2 separate regions of the Rattus norvegicus genome follow, and region 2 is linked to region 1. A link is a contact called in public Hi-C data. All regions are on one chromosome and are shown on one strand. Each heading gives the region's core, a stretch centred on a gene start, on an enhancer-like site or on the middle of the called end of the contact. The rest is flanking DNA. Distances are from core to core; before and after follow the strand shown.

Region 1 (7,940 bases), core at 3,122-5,621:
AGTTTCTGTCCTGTCCCTAAGGCTTGTCTACTCTCGAGTAGACACCAGGTGGCGCTCCCACCACAAGCCCAGTGCCACCTAACGATGCTGAGCTGTCTCACCCAGGCATACTTGAGCTGACTGCCTTAATGGAAGGGGGAATAGTCTAGCTCTTCTCTGCCTGTCCTTACTAAATATTCCTCTGTGGATTTTCATATTTTGATCTCATTGAGTTTTTAACAATTTAGGGTAGAGAGAAAATAAACATTGTATGTATGGTGACAGATACAGGTATAGGCTGGCATGGGGTAATGTAGTGTGTGTTGATTTTGAAGCCTTTCAGTCACAGTTGGGAGCTGGTAGGCTCTGATCTGGCTTAGGGAGAGAAAGCAGGAGCTTGAGAACAAGCTGGTGAGGGTTTGGAGATGTGTGTAGTGGTGAGATATGGTACTGGAATCTGTAGGACCTAAAGAGCTGTGCACTCCTTCCCAGGTATCAAGGCTCTCGGTCTTCCAGGCATGTGCCATAAACAATGGTAACTAAAGCTACTGTGCCATGCTTGTGAGATGGACAGGCATGGTGTGCAGAATGGTCCAGACGTGGCCTAAAACCCGTTTTGTTTCTTAAAACTTTAAAATTTATATATATATATATATATATATACATATATATATATATATATTATGTGTACATGGGTGTTCTGCCTGCTCACATGTCTGTGCACCACATGCACGCAGTGCCCTCAGATCCCCTGGAACTGGAGTGATGGCTGGTTGTGAGCTACCATGTGGGTACTGGGAACAGAATATGGATCCTCTGGAAGAGCAACCAGTCTCTTAACCGTCGAGCTGTCTCTGTAGCTCCTAAAACCTGGCAGCATGCATCTGTATTGTTTTTTTTGGATCATTTGGTGACGCTTTTTTTTTTTTCCCCTTTTCTTTTTTTCGGAGCTGGGGACCGAACCCAGGGCCTCGCGCTTGCTAGGCAAGTGCTCTACCACTGAGCTAAATCCCCAACCCCTTGGTGACGCTTTTATTTGGTGATCTCTTTAAACCAGCAAAGACCTAAGTTTCAACTTCACGTGCCCCATTGTCTGGAGCTGAGTAGCAGCTGTCCTGTAAACAGCATTCCAGAGACCCAGTCCACCCATGACCTGCCTGGTGTGTGGGCCTCTGCCAATTAGGGGTCATAAAGATGCGTAAATAATTCCTGTTGTTAGAGGCAGGCCTGGGTGGAGACTTAATGGCAGGGATGGAATCCTACATGAGGAGGCCTACTCCAAGGACTGGAGTTACTAATAACCCTGAGGATTTAGGTTGTAGATTATTGTATCTATGAAGATTTGTATTATGGTCAACATGTGTGTATGTTGTATCTCCTCACTGAATCCTTGGGCCTCTTGTCGGGGTTGGTCATACCTGCAAGGTCATGCCATGGAATCAAGTAAGGAAAGCTTGGGAATGGAGAAGTAGACTGAGTTTGGCCCTGAGAGGTAAGAGAATCTATTGGAATATTGGGATGGACCCCAGGACCTCCGCTGGTCCTGGGTCATGAAGCTCCAATCTGTATGTGTCCAGATCCTTTGACTTCTCAAGGACACTTCTTGGGTTTGGCGGCTGCCCACAGGGTGTAGGCCTGCATCCTCTCTAGTAGTCTTGTCTCCCACACCTCCAATTCTGGAGTCATGTGAGGGAAAGCAGAGGTGTGTCTCCCCTGCAGACCTGTCATCATCTGCATCTGTTGCTTCTTCTTCTGGTCCACTTCCCACTGCTGGTCATGAGTGGGGTCGTATGCCTTGGTTCAGGCTCAAGAGCCAGCTTGGGATTCTAGTGAGGCAGGCAGGCCCGTCCCCACCTACACCATTCTGATTTCCCTGTTTTACTTGAGCCAGGAACCCCCAAACCATTGCCGATACCTGTTCCCTTCTGTTGCTTTTCCCTCTATAGGACTGAGGAGCAGGCTGCCATCTGTCCTGGCCCTTTGTCCCAGGGTCTGTCTTGGAGAAGAGACCTTCAGCACCACTTCTCACTCTAGCATGCAGCCTTGAAACACTGCTTTGGCTTCTGCCCCTACTTTCCATCTGTTCCCTACTGCTTAGGAGGCTCAGTCTGGCCCTGGCCTGCCCTTCTGCTCAGCATGTGGTAACCTAGCCCTGTCTGGGTCCTTCTGAGGATTGGAATCAGACTGCAGCCAAGTACCAGAGGCAGCAGTGCAAAAGCACCTCACACTGACGGAAGCGAAGATGTTGGCCCTAGAGAGACCACCTGAGTTAAAGCCCCAGTTCTGTCTCTGTCCGCCTGAGTGAGCTTAGATATATTGTATCACCTTTCTATGCCTCAGTTCCCTTGCTCATAAAGAGAGATGAACTCTAGCACCTAGCTCCCAGGATCCCGAAGTGGAAGTGTGTGTTAAAGTGAGGCTGTGAAATGTACACAGCGTGTAATAGTAGCCACACTATTGGCAATTGTTATCAGAGTCAGAAAACTTGGCTTTCTGTCTCCATGCATTTCCAATTGATCTCAGACAGACCCCTGTTGGCCTGGATGCCTCAGTTTCTTCCCTAAGATGGAGTCATGCTTCCTTACTCAGAGGGAAAGAATGTAGGTCTGGCAGGAATGATGTAGGCGGAAGTGGGCTGTATTTTCTGAGTTACTGTGCACATGGGTAATGTTTTCATTTCAGATGCACTTGAATTCTTGGTTCTTAAAGGCAGGGATAGGTGACTTCTTAACCTGCTTCAATCGTTTATAGAAATGAAGACACTGGAGTGCATAACTGCCCAGAAAATGAGTCACTGGGCTAGAAAGCAAGTATTCTTAGAAGCTACGTTGGCCTGGTCAGTTTGCCAGCTTTGGGGCCACAAGATTCAGTGCAGGCCCGGGAAGGAGTTCTTGGGCTGTCTATGGCCTTTTCTCTGAGGTTGTGACCCTAGGCACCATGAAGCTAGTGACTCCGTGTATAGGGTAAGAAGCTAGCCCTGTGTGTCTCTAGACCCCTCCCCACATGGAGATCTGGAGGAATTCACCTTAGTGCCTAGGGTACTTTAGGGGCTTTTAGGCATGGAGAAAACAGCTAGAAACAGAATGTGCAATTGGCAGAGCTAAGATTCACAGTATCAAAACTCTCCTGCCCGTGGAGCAGTGAAGAGGGCTGGCTCTGAGGTCAGGGCATCCTGCCCAGTGTCTTTGCCTGTGTCTGCAGCATGCTCAGTATGTCTAGCTCTGTGGGTTTTGAAGGTCGAGTCTTTGTTTACTTCTGTTCGATCTTCCTCACCCCTGTCTCTTCTTGGTGCAGTATACCTTAGACTACATATACAGTAAGCACTAGGTAAGGACATGCTGACCTGGATGGATTTCCCAGTCATGGTTCCCAGGGGTGCAAGCAGAGGTAGGGAGACTGTGCCAAGGGGCACGGGAGACCCTTTTACAAAGAGCAGACAGAGTGGCTCTGAGACCATAAGCCAATGACAGAGTTCCCTGGGTTGTTCAAGTGACTGCAGAGGGGCTGAGGCCTGGAACCTCTGATGGAACTACCACGAGTCACCAGGTTGCCCTTGGTAGGTAGCTGAGCCTTAGGCAGAGAAAGAGATCCCTTCAACTGGTCTGACCTTCCCTCTCTGACTATGAGCCTTGTGCCCCTCACTTTCTTCTTGGGGAAGGGGCCTTCCTAATTATATCCCCCTCAGCGCACATGGAAATGAGTTTGGATTTTCTGAGCATACACCAGCTGGCTGGGGGGAGGCAGCCCAGAAGGCTGCTGACTGGGGAAGGGAGGAGAAAGGAGAGGGAGAGGAGGAAGCCAGGCCAAGATGAAAAATTCCCAGTGTTCTCTCAGGCAGAGCAATAAGTGGGGCGTTGTGGGCACCCCACACATCATAGACCTCTTCTCTCTTTCCTCCACAGAGGAAAACACCTTGCTCTGGCTGATAGGATCATCAGAGAGTTGAGTCCCACTCCGGCAAGCCCATTCTCTGAGAATGGTTCTCTGACTACAAACCACTTAGCTGGCAGCAAGGGGGTTGTCCGGTGTTAGACTCATCCATGCGCTGAGAGATCCTTACGGATCTCCTAGGCCTTTCTTTCCACTGGGGCAAGGGAAGTGGAACTGAAGCCCAGAGGAGGAATGGGATCTGTGCCTCATGACAAACCACAAGTCTGTCTTCTTTGCAGCTGGGTTCTCCCGGTGGAGTTGCCTGCGTGCGGGTAGCGAAGGTTCTTCTGGCAGGTCGCCGCACAAGCTAGGGGGCCCACGGGCAAAGCTAGAAAAGGCTGCGAGGGGCGGGGGGAGGGGCGGGGTGGGGTCAGGCGCTTGACTCCGCCTCCTGGCGCTAGGTTCTGCCTGCGGCCGGGCGCTGGCTCAGTCTCGGCTGCTTGCCGCTGTCGCTCCGGGGCTGCGGGATGACGCCTCCTCCTCCCGGACGTGCCGCCCCCAGCGCACCGCGCGCCCGCGTCCTCAGCCTGCCGGCTCGGTTCGGGCTCCCGCTGCGGCTGCGGCTGCTGCTGGTGTTCTGGGTGACCGCCGCCTCCGCCCAAGGCCACTCGAGGAGCGGACCCCGTATCTCCGCCGTCTGGAAAGGTAGGCGGCGCCGGGCGGCCGGCGGGGCGCGGGATCGGACGCTGTGCGGGGCGGGTGCAGAGTGTGCGGCACCCGGAGAGAGTGCGTGTGCGCAGCTCTGCGGGTCTCAGGCTGGCCCCGAAGGGAGCGTGTGGGTCCGGGTGAGTGTATGTGAGTGTACGTACTGTCACGCCGGAGCGGGCTGGAGCGCTGCAGCGTGCGAGCTAGTGGCTGGGGCCCGGGCCCAGCTAAGTGGCGCTCCAAGTCCAACGGCAGCTCTGAGCCCGAGCCGCAGCGCCCGAGCGCGGGGGGAGGCTGCGGGCCCCTGCCTCGCTGAGGCTCTTTGGCTCTCCGCCACGGGGTCTACTATACAGGACCCTTCTTTCCCCTGGCCAGCTTTCTCACCCCGATCTCCTCCTTGGAAGCTGCGGGCTCTGCTGGCACGCGGGGCTCAAGCTCGGCTGGTGAAGGGGGCGCGGACCCATTGCCGCCGCCGCTGCGCTCGGGCTGCGGGAACAAAGACCCCGCCGCCTGCCCCCGCCCCCGCCCCGGCCCGGAGCGCGGGCCAGGCAAGGGGGTGGGTATCCTGCGGCGACCCGGGACAAGATGCGGTGCAGGGGCTCGGAGCACCTGGGCGCTGTCTCTGTAATGCTAGGACCGGCCGCTCCCCCCTTGCCCGCACGTGGCAGTTGTCACCAGAAATCGGCACTAGCATGGGGAGGGGGGACAGTGCCCATTGGGTGGGGCGAGGCCATTGGGACCCCCAAGCGGCGTATTTGGGGAGGAGTGTGCAGCCTTAGGACTGTAGTGAATATGAGAACCTGAGGGACTGTAGTCTTTCCCTCGGGCATCTCAGTTTAGACCTACGGATCGTGGGACAGAAGGCTGGCTAGGTTGGGGTTGGAGGCTTTCTGCCGCTAGGGACTGAACTCCCCTCCCTGCATTGCACACAAATGCCTCCCCACCCCCAGGCAAACTCAGCTCTGTACCCAAATTTGGCATCTCTGCAGCCCCTCCCCTAGTGGTGATGGGGGACTCACACCGGGGGCTGGGGTACTGGTCCTGTCTGTCCCTACTGTCCCTTTGATGCCTTGGCAGTTTGCAGGGATTGCGGAAGTCTGAGCATTATCTGGGGCAGGTATTCTTAGCAGAGGGGGGGAACCCACATAAAATGAGTGTCCCGAACTGCCGCAGCAGCTGAGAGAATGTGACTTGCCCAAGGTCACTGGGCAGTGCGGGCACTCACTGTGCAGGAGAGGGCTCTGATCTGACCCCAGATCTGTCCTGGGCCAGGGTTAGGGAGAGGAGAAGGATTTAGATGATTCTTCAGCTATAAACGAGGTACTCTGGTCTCCAACTCTGCCAGAGCCATACCTGGTGGAATAGGTACATCGTATCTGGACCTCAGGACCTCCCATTCACGATGGACACCTGCACGCTCCAAAGTCGCACCCACTTCAGCCTCTCTTCCTCTGTCCCTGCCAGCGTTTTAACTTGTCTTCCTCCCCCTGTCTTGGACAGCACAGAGTATGAGTACGCCAGAGGAGACAAATGGTTATGTCTGCGTGTTCAGGAATCTCCCTCTGTATCAAACTCCTTTCATTTGATTGTGCTTGTCCCCTCAAATCCTTCCGTGACCTCCCGCCACATGCTTAATGCACACCCACTTGTTAGCACTTAATGCATGCCTCTCCATCCCTGGCACTTAGTCCTTCCTTACCCTGAGTCTATTTAAAGCTGCTTTCAGCCCTCTTACCCACTTTTCAAGCTCCCAGCCCACCCCTACACGCTGCTTCCCTTGCCTGCACTTCACCGTGTGACCACACTGGTAATGCACTATTGAACCCCTCTGGCTGGGATCCACCAGACACTCACCAATCTTGTCCAAGGACAGTCTGCAGTCTCCTTCACAAGTGCCAGGTGCCCCACTGGCCAGACAGGCCCTGCCATTGACCTGCCCCCAAACCCCCAGGGCCACCAGCTGGTGATGGTGTGCCCAGCTGACAGCTGCCTCCTGTCTCCTATGGGGTAACACATGGCAGTCGACTAGTAGGGAGTTTGGATAGGGCCAACCCGGGCACAGAGGGAGAGAGAGAGAGAGAGAGACCCTCCCAAGGTTCGTAATAAGCCTAGGGCCCTGTCTACCTGTGGATGGGACGTAGCAACCTTCAGGGATGACCAGACTATGGATGGTGGCAACCCTACATACATTTCCCTATAAGACATAGATTTAGAGTTTAGTTTTGTGTCATGACAAAATAGGGACCGGAACAGGTTTAGAAATGTCTTTATTTTCTTGGCTTGGTTCCCATCCTCACTCCAAGTCTTAGTGAAAGGTTAAGGGAGGGGCTTTGAGAGGGTCCCAGACTGCAATCCGCAACCAGGTGAATGCAAGCCTGGTGCAGAACAACTTGGACCAGAGAGAAGGGTGTTCCAACATAGACTGCTGGGTATCACCCCGAGTCCTGCACCCGTCTTTGACTCCCAGAGGTTGCCAGAGCAGGAAGAGTTTTGGAGGTAGTCCCCACGGGGCATCACTAACTTGTGAGTCAGTCAACAATGTAAATGTGACTCTGATCTTCCTTCAAGCAAGGGCGGGAAACAGTGGATGGTAGGTGAGGGCATAGTGTGGCAAGAAGTTGGTATACTTGCTATGCTCTGTGCTTCTTCCCAAGAGTTGGAATAGGAGAAGCCCATGGAGGTCCTGAGCCCCAAGTCACAGTGATCCAGCCTATCCACAGAAGGGAGTCCAGTCTCCAGTCTCCAGTCTCACTGCCCAGCTGGTTCTTCCCCCTCTGGCCCAATTAAACAACAGGATGTTATTGTTGACTTAGGAGCTTCTGGGTAGCCATTAAGGTGCCACTCCCAAGGGTAGGGGGGTTGTTGTCACCTCCTCCAGGAGATGAGGTCACAGCTGGGGCTCCCCAAGCATCAGCATTTCCAGTGGAAATCCCTGCCCTCTTGGGGGACTTAGATGAATTCATCACCTTCAAGGTGACCCCCCCCCGCAGAACTGAGGGGGGCAATCCCCACGAGGAACGGGGATTTCCTAAGCTACAAGAGATGCTTGGTGAGGTCCCCAGAAGCTCCCTGCCAAGTTCTGTGATGGCTTCGTGCTGAACATCGAAGATTCTGAGAGTAGGTACTGGGGGTAGAGCTGCAGGTCTAAGTCCACACAGATCCAAGTTGACTCAGGCACCTCAGGTAGGAATAGGTGGGGAGTCAGTCAGGAGCCTGGCTCTGGCCTATTTGTTCTGGCTTCATTTACTCTGTGACTCTGGGTGGTGAGTCTTGGCCTTCTTCTGAGCCTCAGTTTCCTCAGCTCAGATGAGGGGGCGGGCAGAGAGACAGACAGACAGACAGACTGACTGACTGACTCATTCACTGCTGGGTCACAATTCCTCCAG
Region 2 (7,940 bases), core at 1,392-3,891, 50 kb after region 1:
GGGACTCCAGACCCTGGGTTAATGGGGAACAAGGGCTCCCAACTAAGGAGTGACCCAGGCTACATCATAGCAGTTCATACCCTGGGCTACATCATAGCAGTCTATGCCCCTGTTCCCGACTTTCTCCACCATGTGGTGAGGGCTAGGGCTTTACCCAGGAGAAATACCAGTGGCTACCAGGTTTCAAGCCTGCTGCAGGTCTAGGAGCTGTGGGAAGGCAGTTTGAGGCTAGAGGAGGCTTAGGCAGGCAAATCAGGAAGGCTAGGCTCCCTGTCTGAGGACCAGACACTTCCTCTCTAGGGACTGCACCTTTCTGATGAGATCCCCACCTGACTGGCTGCCCCGCCCACTCTCTCATTTCGAGAGCAAATGAGGTGATGCAGAGACTCTGAAAAGCATAAAGGTGGCATTATTTTTAGCAGGAGTCATATTTGACTTGCTAATCAGCTTTCTAAAAATAGCCTCATTTATTATGGCACAGGGAGAACCCTGGGTAGGAGTTGGTGCCCTGGATCCTTGGTGTGGCTCGATGACAGTTCTGCTGTGTGACTCTGGCTGGGCCCTGACCTCTCTGGACAGTTAGACAGTTAGATCATCCCTGCGAGCCACTGGCCCTGAGACGGAACTGGCATCAGGATTTGAGATGGAAGAGGAAAGAGACTTCCTCTTGTCTGGAGTGACTTCCGGGGACTGGATCCCTCTGAGTCATGTGCTAGAACAATTGGCATCACTAAGGCTGTCCGGGAACCTGCTGTTGAATTTATACAAATCTGTCTTGTCTTGATCATGGGCTGTCTGCTTGGTCTCCACCATAGCGACCAGTCACCAGGAAGGAGATGAGAATGGTTACAGAGAGGCATGGGGCCAGGCAAGGTAGAGAGGGACGGAAGGGTTACTGTGAGGCATCCAGTTTACTGGAGAACCCATTCTTTCTGCGTTTATTGAGTACATACTACGCCTCTGGCACCGTGTCCCATGCTGTGGAGATAATGGGGCAAACCAAGCCAGGACCTGTTCTTGCTTCCCCGGCCCCTCAGATCCAGTGGGAAGGAACAGGCACCATTTACACAACTGAAGTCTTGGTCTGACTACAGAGAGTGCCAGGAAGCACGGAGTGAGGATGATGGAGAGGGAAGGCCAGAGGCCGCTCCTTAGAGGGGTGACACAGGTCGAAACACGAACAGTGAATAAGTGGGCAAGGCGGGGCTGAGAATGGGGGATCCTGAGCAGGAGTGAAGGCCCACGGTGAGTGATGGGAGTGGAGGGGCTGGAAGAAGCCGGAATCCCTGACTTTACTATCACGTAGTTCCCTGAATACAAAGGCAACTTCCCATTGGAAGCTCTTCCAGTGGTTCAAGCAAAGGAGCATAGCGTTGAATCAGGGTGAGGGGAGAGGTGATGTGGAGGGCGGGGTGCTTAGCTGTGAAATTGAGAGCACTGGGGCATCAGCATGAGTGGGTAGGAGGGTTGAATTGATGGCTACTGATTCACAAATGATATGCTGGCCTCCTCGTCTGGTTTCTGTTCCTCCCGAGGAAATGTTCATCTATTGCCTGTACGAGTCATCCATCCCTCCACCTAGTGCTAGTCAAGCAAGCGCTGCCTTTTTCCTAGTATGGTCCTATCTGCCAAGTGTCTGCTATGACTCCCCAGTCCTGGCCCCTCTGGGCAGTGGAGAACTGTAGGGTGAGACTGCTGGCTTCGATGGGACTTCACTAAAATTGCCTGACTCTGGTAGCATCAGGCAACTAGGGAGGCAACAGTGAAGGGGCCCTCAGGCAAGCTAGGCCAGCCACAGTCCCTCTTATTCTCCTCTGTAGCCTTCTCCCAGGAAGGGGCCTAGCAGCTGGTCCTGGGCTGACCTGACAGGTATGACAGAACCTCTCACACTAGGGCCTCTGTAGGTGGCTAATAGCTAGAGGTTCTGCCTCAGGAGTGGCCACAACCAGTTCTAGTCCCCTGTCTCATGTCCCAGGTCACAATAAAGCTGGGGTACAAAAGGGTACATCAGAGGCCCACTGGTCCATCCTGTCAGATAGGGAGGGACTAAGGCCTCAGCCAAGTAGATGAGGTAGAGCCCTAGCCTGAGCTCCTTTCGATCTCTAGTTTTTAGTCTCCCGTCCCTTCTATCTTGCTTAACCTGCTGCTCTGGGGCCAGGCCACCCAAGTGTCTCTCCTCAGAGCCCAAGAGGGTCATCTCTACTCCTGCGGGAGCCCTCCTGACTGGCCCTTCTTCCCTTCGTCCCATTTCCTGCCCTGGGGGCTGAGGCATACCTCTCTCCCCACAGCAGCTCGACCATCAGCCTCCACCCCAATGTGATTGCGTGAGGACCTTTAGCATGCAGTCTCCTGCTTAGGCCTAGCTTCCATTGCAAGTTGACTTTCTATGCGGTTATGGCCTGGACACATTCTCTTCCCCAGTCTTTGCCATCTCCTGAGAGCAGAGTTGGAGTAGAGTTGAGTGCGTTTCTAGAATGTTCTCTCAGCTAGTGGGCACACAACACAAGAAGAGAGGGAGGGTTTTGTTTATTTCTTTTGTGCTCAGGTAAGAAAGGATGAACCTCTTTTGTTACCCCTGCCTTGTGTCCTAGGACCAGAGGCAGATGGCCGGCACCTGAGTGTGGCCTTTCTAGGGAACAGCAGTGCCCCCTACTGGCCACCTAAGGTGATCCCAGTTGAGATGTTTTGTTATAACCTGCTGGGTCGCCCCTACAAGGGAGGAAACTCAGTCAGGCTCCATGAAGGCCCTGTGGAGGCTGCAGAAGGGAACTGGAAGGACCATGGCTGGCTTAGCTTGCCCTCCATAAAATGGGATAATAGCACTCAACACCTAGAGCTTGCTTGGTGACTAGACAGACTGATGATGTAGTTTGAAAAGAGCTGTGCAGGTGGAGGATGTAGGTCAGAGGAGAGCAGAGTGGAGTTCTGGAAGCTGCCTCAGACGCCGGCCTGGGCTCTGCTGAGGAGAGAAGATCCTGCTTGGCATGGCTCTACTACCTAATGGCAGTACTGTCCACGTAGGCCAGACCTCCACCACTCCAAGGCAGGATGGTCTGTCTCTGGAAATGTCTCCTGGGACTGTCTAAGAGGCACAGGTGACCAAAGACTTTAGACTTTACCCTAAAGGCTCACCACCTGTTTTAGGTGACAATCTTAGGCCCAAACGAGTACTGATAGTCTTAGGCTCCTGGTTCCTTTTCTACTTCATTATTATCCCCTCCTCCAGTTCCCATCAGCCACTTTGAATTTCTTCTTAAGGGGATAGATACTGCAATTAAGACAAAAATCACAGAGAGGTTAAATTTCCTCAGAGCCACACAGCAAGTGAGTGGAGAACAGGGGTGGAGTCTACTGGAGCCAGTCCAATCCCCATACTATAGTACCTTTCAGGGCCTCTGTGAGTGTGTGTGTGTGTGTGTGTGTGTGTGTGTGTGTGTGTGTGTGTGTGTGTAGAAGTCTGGGGAAGTAGAGAGATGGAGCTTGAGTGCGCTTGGGAGGAATGTTGAGCTTGGGTTTGAGGTTTAGTGGGGCAGGGCAGAGAATGCTGGTGGGTTTGACCCTGTGTGACAAGAGTGTGGGGCTGCTCATGCTGTATGGGTTGTGAGAGGAGGGGCAGAGGGCTGTGTATATGGCTATGTTTAAGAGGCTAAGGAGCTATTAGCTGGGTAGCCGGAAGAAGGGAGAAGCTACTGATCAAGATTAGAAGTACAGAGTGGGTAGGTGTTGCTGGGGGTCCAGACAGAGAGAACCACACACAGACACAGGGAAGTGGGTACCAGAGAATTGAGGTGAACCTGTGGGTAGACGCTATATATAGGGATGTTTCCCTTCCCTTCCCTTCCTTTCCGTTCCCTTCCCTTCCCTTCGATTTCCTTTTATTCCTTTCTTTTTAAAAATTTGAGACAGGGTATAACTTGCATCCCTGACTGGCCTGAAAGTGGCTATATAGACAAAGCTGGCCTCACACTCACAGAGATCTGCCTGCTTCTGCCTTCCAAGTGCTGGGATTAAAGGCGTGTGCAGTGAGGGCAGCATCTCCCAGAGTCCTAACTGAGGGTACTGAGCTCCTCCCCCAGCACATGTGAGCAGCTCAGCCTCTCTGTAGGGTAGGTGCCCTCTGCAGTGGGTGGTAATAACATACTCAGACCAGCGACTACTTCCTAAGCTTCACCCGGGTGCACCCTGATGGTGACCCCAGCTCTTGGAGACTCATCTACTGCGTGGGCAGAGACTTTCCACTTGGCCGGGAGAGGCTTCTTCCTTTTCTACATGCAAGCCTTCCTGCTGGGGTGTTTCATCTGCCTCCTTCATCCCATACCCACCCAAGGCTGGCCCTGGGTGGGCTGAAGACTTCCTGCCTGGTTGGCACAGGAGTGGCAGAGGGAGGGCTCCTGCGATATCCCAGCTGGCCTGGGGGGCTGCACTCCCAGATTGGCCCCTGGGAGGGGCTCCCGACATGTTTCTTTAGATGTGTAATTGGAATCTCATGGGCTTGGTAATTAGGGGAGGCAGCAAAGCACTCTAGAAATGACTGTAATTATAGTTACAAACCAGCAGCTAAGCCAGGAGTTTCGGTGATCACCTGGGGGAACTGGCTGGGGGAGAGGAGAGAGTTGGCTACCGAGGGTTTACTGTGGGCCAGATGTCTACTGTGAGTATCATGAACCAGACACCAGGCCCCTCCACAGATCTCTGGGGGGGGCTCTCTAGACACCCCCAGAGGCCTGGAGACCATCTGGCTTCTGGCCCCAATATGACAGAGGGGAGACGCCTGGAGAAAAGTGGGGACTTGGCCAAAGTGACAGAGCATTAATAGCAGAACTAGGGTGGAACCCAGATGTCCTCTCAGAGAGAGAGAGAGAGAGAGAGAGAGAGAGAGAGAGAGAGAGAGAGAGAGAGAGAGAGAAAGAAGGAGGAGGAGAGGGAGAGGGAGAGAGGGAAGGAGGGGGAGAGAGAGAGAGAGGGAGAAAGAGAGAGACAACACTTTGGTTTCTGTTCTATGCCATGCTCTCTCCTTTCCTGTCAACTCCCTCCACAAGCTCGGCATACTCCTTGTCCCCTCTCTGGAGTATTTAGAGTCTAGCTTCAGCTCAGTAGCATCATTTCCTCTGGGACGCCTTCTCTGTCTCCTGACTGACCACCCTAGCTTGAGTGGGCGGTCTTCCTCAGCGCCAGTTTGTGTGAACCTGAGAACCGAGAATTGTTTTCAGGAATTTTGTGACGGTTGTTAAACATAGCTACTGTTAATAATTAAGTTACATAAACTTGTAATTAGGTATATTTATACACACTGGAAACATCGTCTTCTAACTTGCTACACTTTTCAATTATCTGAGCTCATAGGTTCTTTGTGCCTACTGTATCTGGTGGTGGAGACTCACTGATAGTGGTGTGAACCCACTTAGTGTTTAGTGGTGTTACACTGGGGTTCTTGAATCAGGAGGTAGGACTATTTAAAACACTTCAGTCCTGTACCCCTAGCGCCCTGCTCCCAGCTCACAGAGAAGGTTGTTGAAGTCTCCAGCTTCCACTGGCTTACCTTTGACCTTTTGGTCTCTAGCAGGCCTGGTGTCCAGCGAGGGCTTAAAAGATTGAAGCAAGGGAAGGGAGAAAGTGGTTATTACCTCTGGAAGACTCATTACCTGTTTTCAACAGCTGCCCTCAGGGTTGGTTCTGGGTCCTGCATTACCCTGGGGCTCTCAAGGGAACAGTACCATGGAAGGGGTCTATGGATCGGTAGGTCCTGGGATGTCGGGAGAGCTGCTTTCTAAGGCAAGGGCAGCAGGGCACCAGATAGCCAGGTAGGTGTGGGTGGTTTTGGCAGGCCTCACAGGCGGCTGGGCCCAGGAAAGGTCCTGCCTCTTCCTGCCCCTAATGGTCTTGGCAAGGTGCCACCTTCTGGTACCCCTCTTCCCCAGGCCACAGCAGGAAAATGGGTGGAAAGGCTTTGGAGTTGGGCCAGCTTTTAACAGGTATCTAGTGGGTGAAGGCTGACTGCATGCATAAGACAGGCTGAGCAGCTCCACTGTGGGAAGATATACTTGGGTACCCAGGCACGAAATTCCCAGGGGCCCTTCAATTCGAGGTGAGTACAGGACTTACTGGGGGCCAGAGGGAACAGTTTGTTCCCCAACTGGAAACTTTGAGACTAGCATGAAGCATGTGCACAGTAGTGGCTCAGTAAATGTCCGTCAAACCAGGAAAATAAAAACTAAACTCAGAAAGAGAATGGGACTCAGGCTTGACACCATTGCCACATTTGCCCTGACTTCACTCGGGGCTTTAAAATTTTTAGGGTGTTTTGAGACCGGTTCTCACTAATGTAGATCTGGCTGTCCTGTACTCGCCCTATGTAGCCCAGGCTGGCCTTGAACTCACAGAGCTCCATATGACTCAGCTTCCTGAATTCTGGGATTAAAGGCATGTGTTGCTACACTTGGTTATCACTTAAGGTTTCTGAGGGAACACAGGTAGGACCTGTGTGGGCACTGTGCGTTCTTCCTCAGACCCAGAACCCTATATCTCCCTGTTCTCCTCTCCCTGTCCTAATCTGCAATTCCGTCTTCCTCACAGGAAGCTGGGAGAAGCGAGTGAGTTAATTTCATACAAATCATCTAGATTTGGTTGACCCAAAGTAACCTTCTGAAACAAGCGAACTGCCACTGGCAGTTTCTAGGAAGCCCCTCACACCTTACCTGAGTTGATGGGAACTCACGGAGGGCTTCTCCTCTCCCATTTTCTGCTGCCCTCTAGTGGAACTCAGAAGTATCTCCCTAAGACGACACCGTGAACTTGTCTGCAGACGTAATTCTTCAGATTTCAATGGAAACTGGCCATTTAAAAAAAAGGTTGACTTTGCGTAGACTAAGAACCCTGTCCGCTTGTGCCCAAATAGAATTCACCTGTGGGTAGCCATTCGTTGGTGTGGGGTTTTTTGTAGCTGTAGTTAAAATGTAGCAAAAAGGCAACCAAGAGGTATCTTTTTCTTCTTGACATTGACAATTGACTAGTGGTAAGTTTTAGGGTGTTATGACCCGTAACCTAACCTGACACACTCCTGCCAGCATCCTCACCCACCACTTAAGATCCTCCAAACTTGGGGACAGCCTGTCAGTTTTCTCAAGTTCTTACTCTTTGTCCTACAATATTAAGACTGTGACCTTGTGTTTTGGCTCCTGCCCTGGCACTGTAGCAGCATCTTTGACACAGGGTAGAAAACAGAATTCTTTCTTCCAGCTCTGGAGAGCTGGGGAGCTGGAGGGTGAGGGCTGGCATCTGCTGAAGGTCTTCTTGAGGCACGATGCCTTAGTGGGAAGCGACGGGCGAGCGGGGACATGGAGGAGCAAGAGGAGCTAAGTGCTGTGATACGGAAAGCGGCCCTCTCCAGGGCAGCCCTTGCGTCCTAAGCACTGTTATTATTGTCATTATTTTGAGACTGGGTCTCAGCTCCCTAATTACCTATTACAGGCTCCGTCTCCCATTACTGTTGCATTAGGGATTAAGTTTCCAACACAGGATTTTTTTTTTTTTTGGCGATAGCTAATCTTTTAAAAAATGTTATTAGCATATGTTAATTATACATAATAATGGGCTTCTTCGTGACACTTCATGTATATACATATTGCCATTGGAGTCATTCTCATCACACTGTCTTCTTTCCTTCCACTGCCTCTAATCCTCATTCTCTTCCCAGTAGTGTGTGTGTGTGTGTGTGTGTGTGTGTGTGTGTGTGTGTTTCAGTGAGTTTCATTGGGGATGTTTATAGGAGCATGAATACCTTACCCGTGACTAGAGTAAGAAGGAAAGAAAACATCTCTCCCTTTCCCATCAATTGTTAACGCTGAATAAATACTTGGGAGAGATGGGACCCCATAAGCACCCACCCCATGACAGGGTGTCATGGGCTCAGTCTTGCCCAGTTGATGACATGCAATGTGAGA

Evidence for each region. A called contact is a pair of places that touch in the nucleus more often than the background predicts.
Region 2: a contact with region 1 is called in a Hi-C map of the Rat2 cell line, with 11 times the contacts expected there. The contact joins the enhancer-like site here to the promoter of Sema7a in region 1. A contact is called at or near these places in 12 of 12 Hi-C or Micro-C datasets (the A7r5 cell line, the Rat2 cell line, Schwann cells and 7 more) and 1 of 1 datasets of contacts at active chromatin or transcription factors (oligodendrocytes).

What each region holds. Positions count from the first base shown.
Region 1 is chr8:67,239,947-67,247,886 of GRCr8, forward strand. It overlaps Sema7a (semaphorin 7A (John Milton Hagen blood group)), which reads left to right and starts at 4,372. Exons shown (of 14, transcript NM_001108153.1): 1 at 4,372-4,554. The coding sequence starts at 4,377.
Region 2 is chr8:67,291,215-67,299,154 of GRCr8, forward strand. It overlaps LOC134480058 (a long non-coding RNA gene), which reads right to left. Exons shown (of 3, transcript XR_010054191.1): 2 at 6,696-6,829. Among named protein-coding and RNA genes, the nearest start is that of Cyp11a1, 23 kb to the right of the region's middle. Within about 2 kb of position 2,642, at least 2 of the 93 cell types and tissues checked have an H3K27ac peak or open chromatin away from gene starts, as enhancers often do.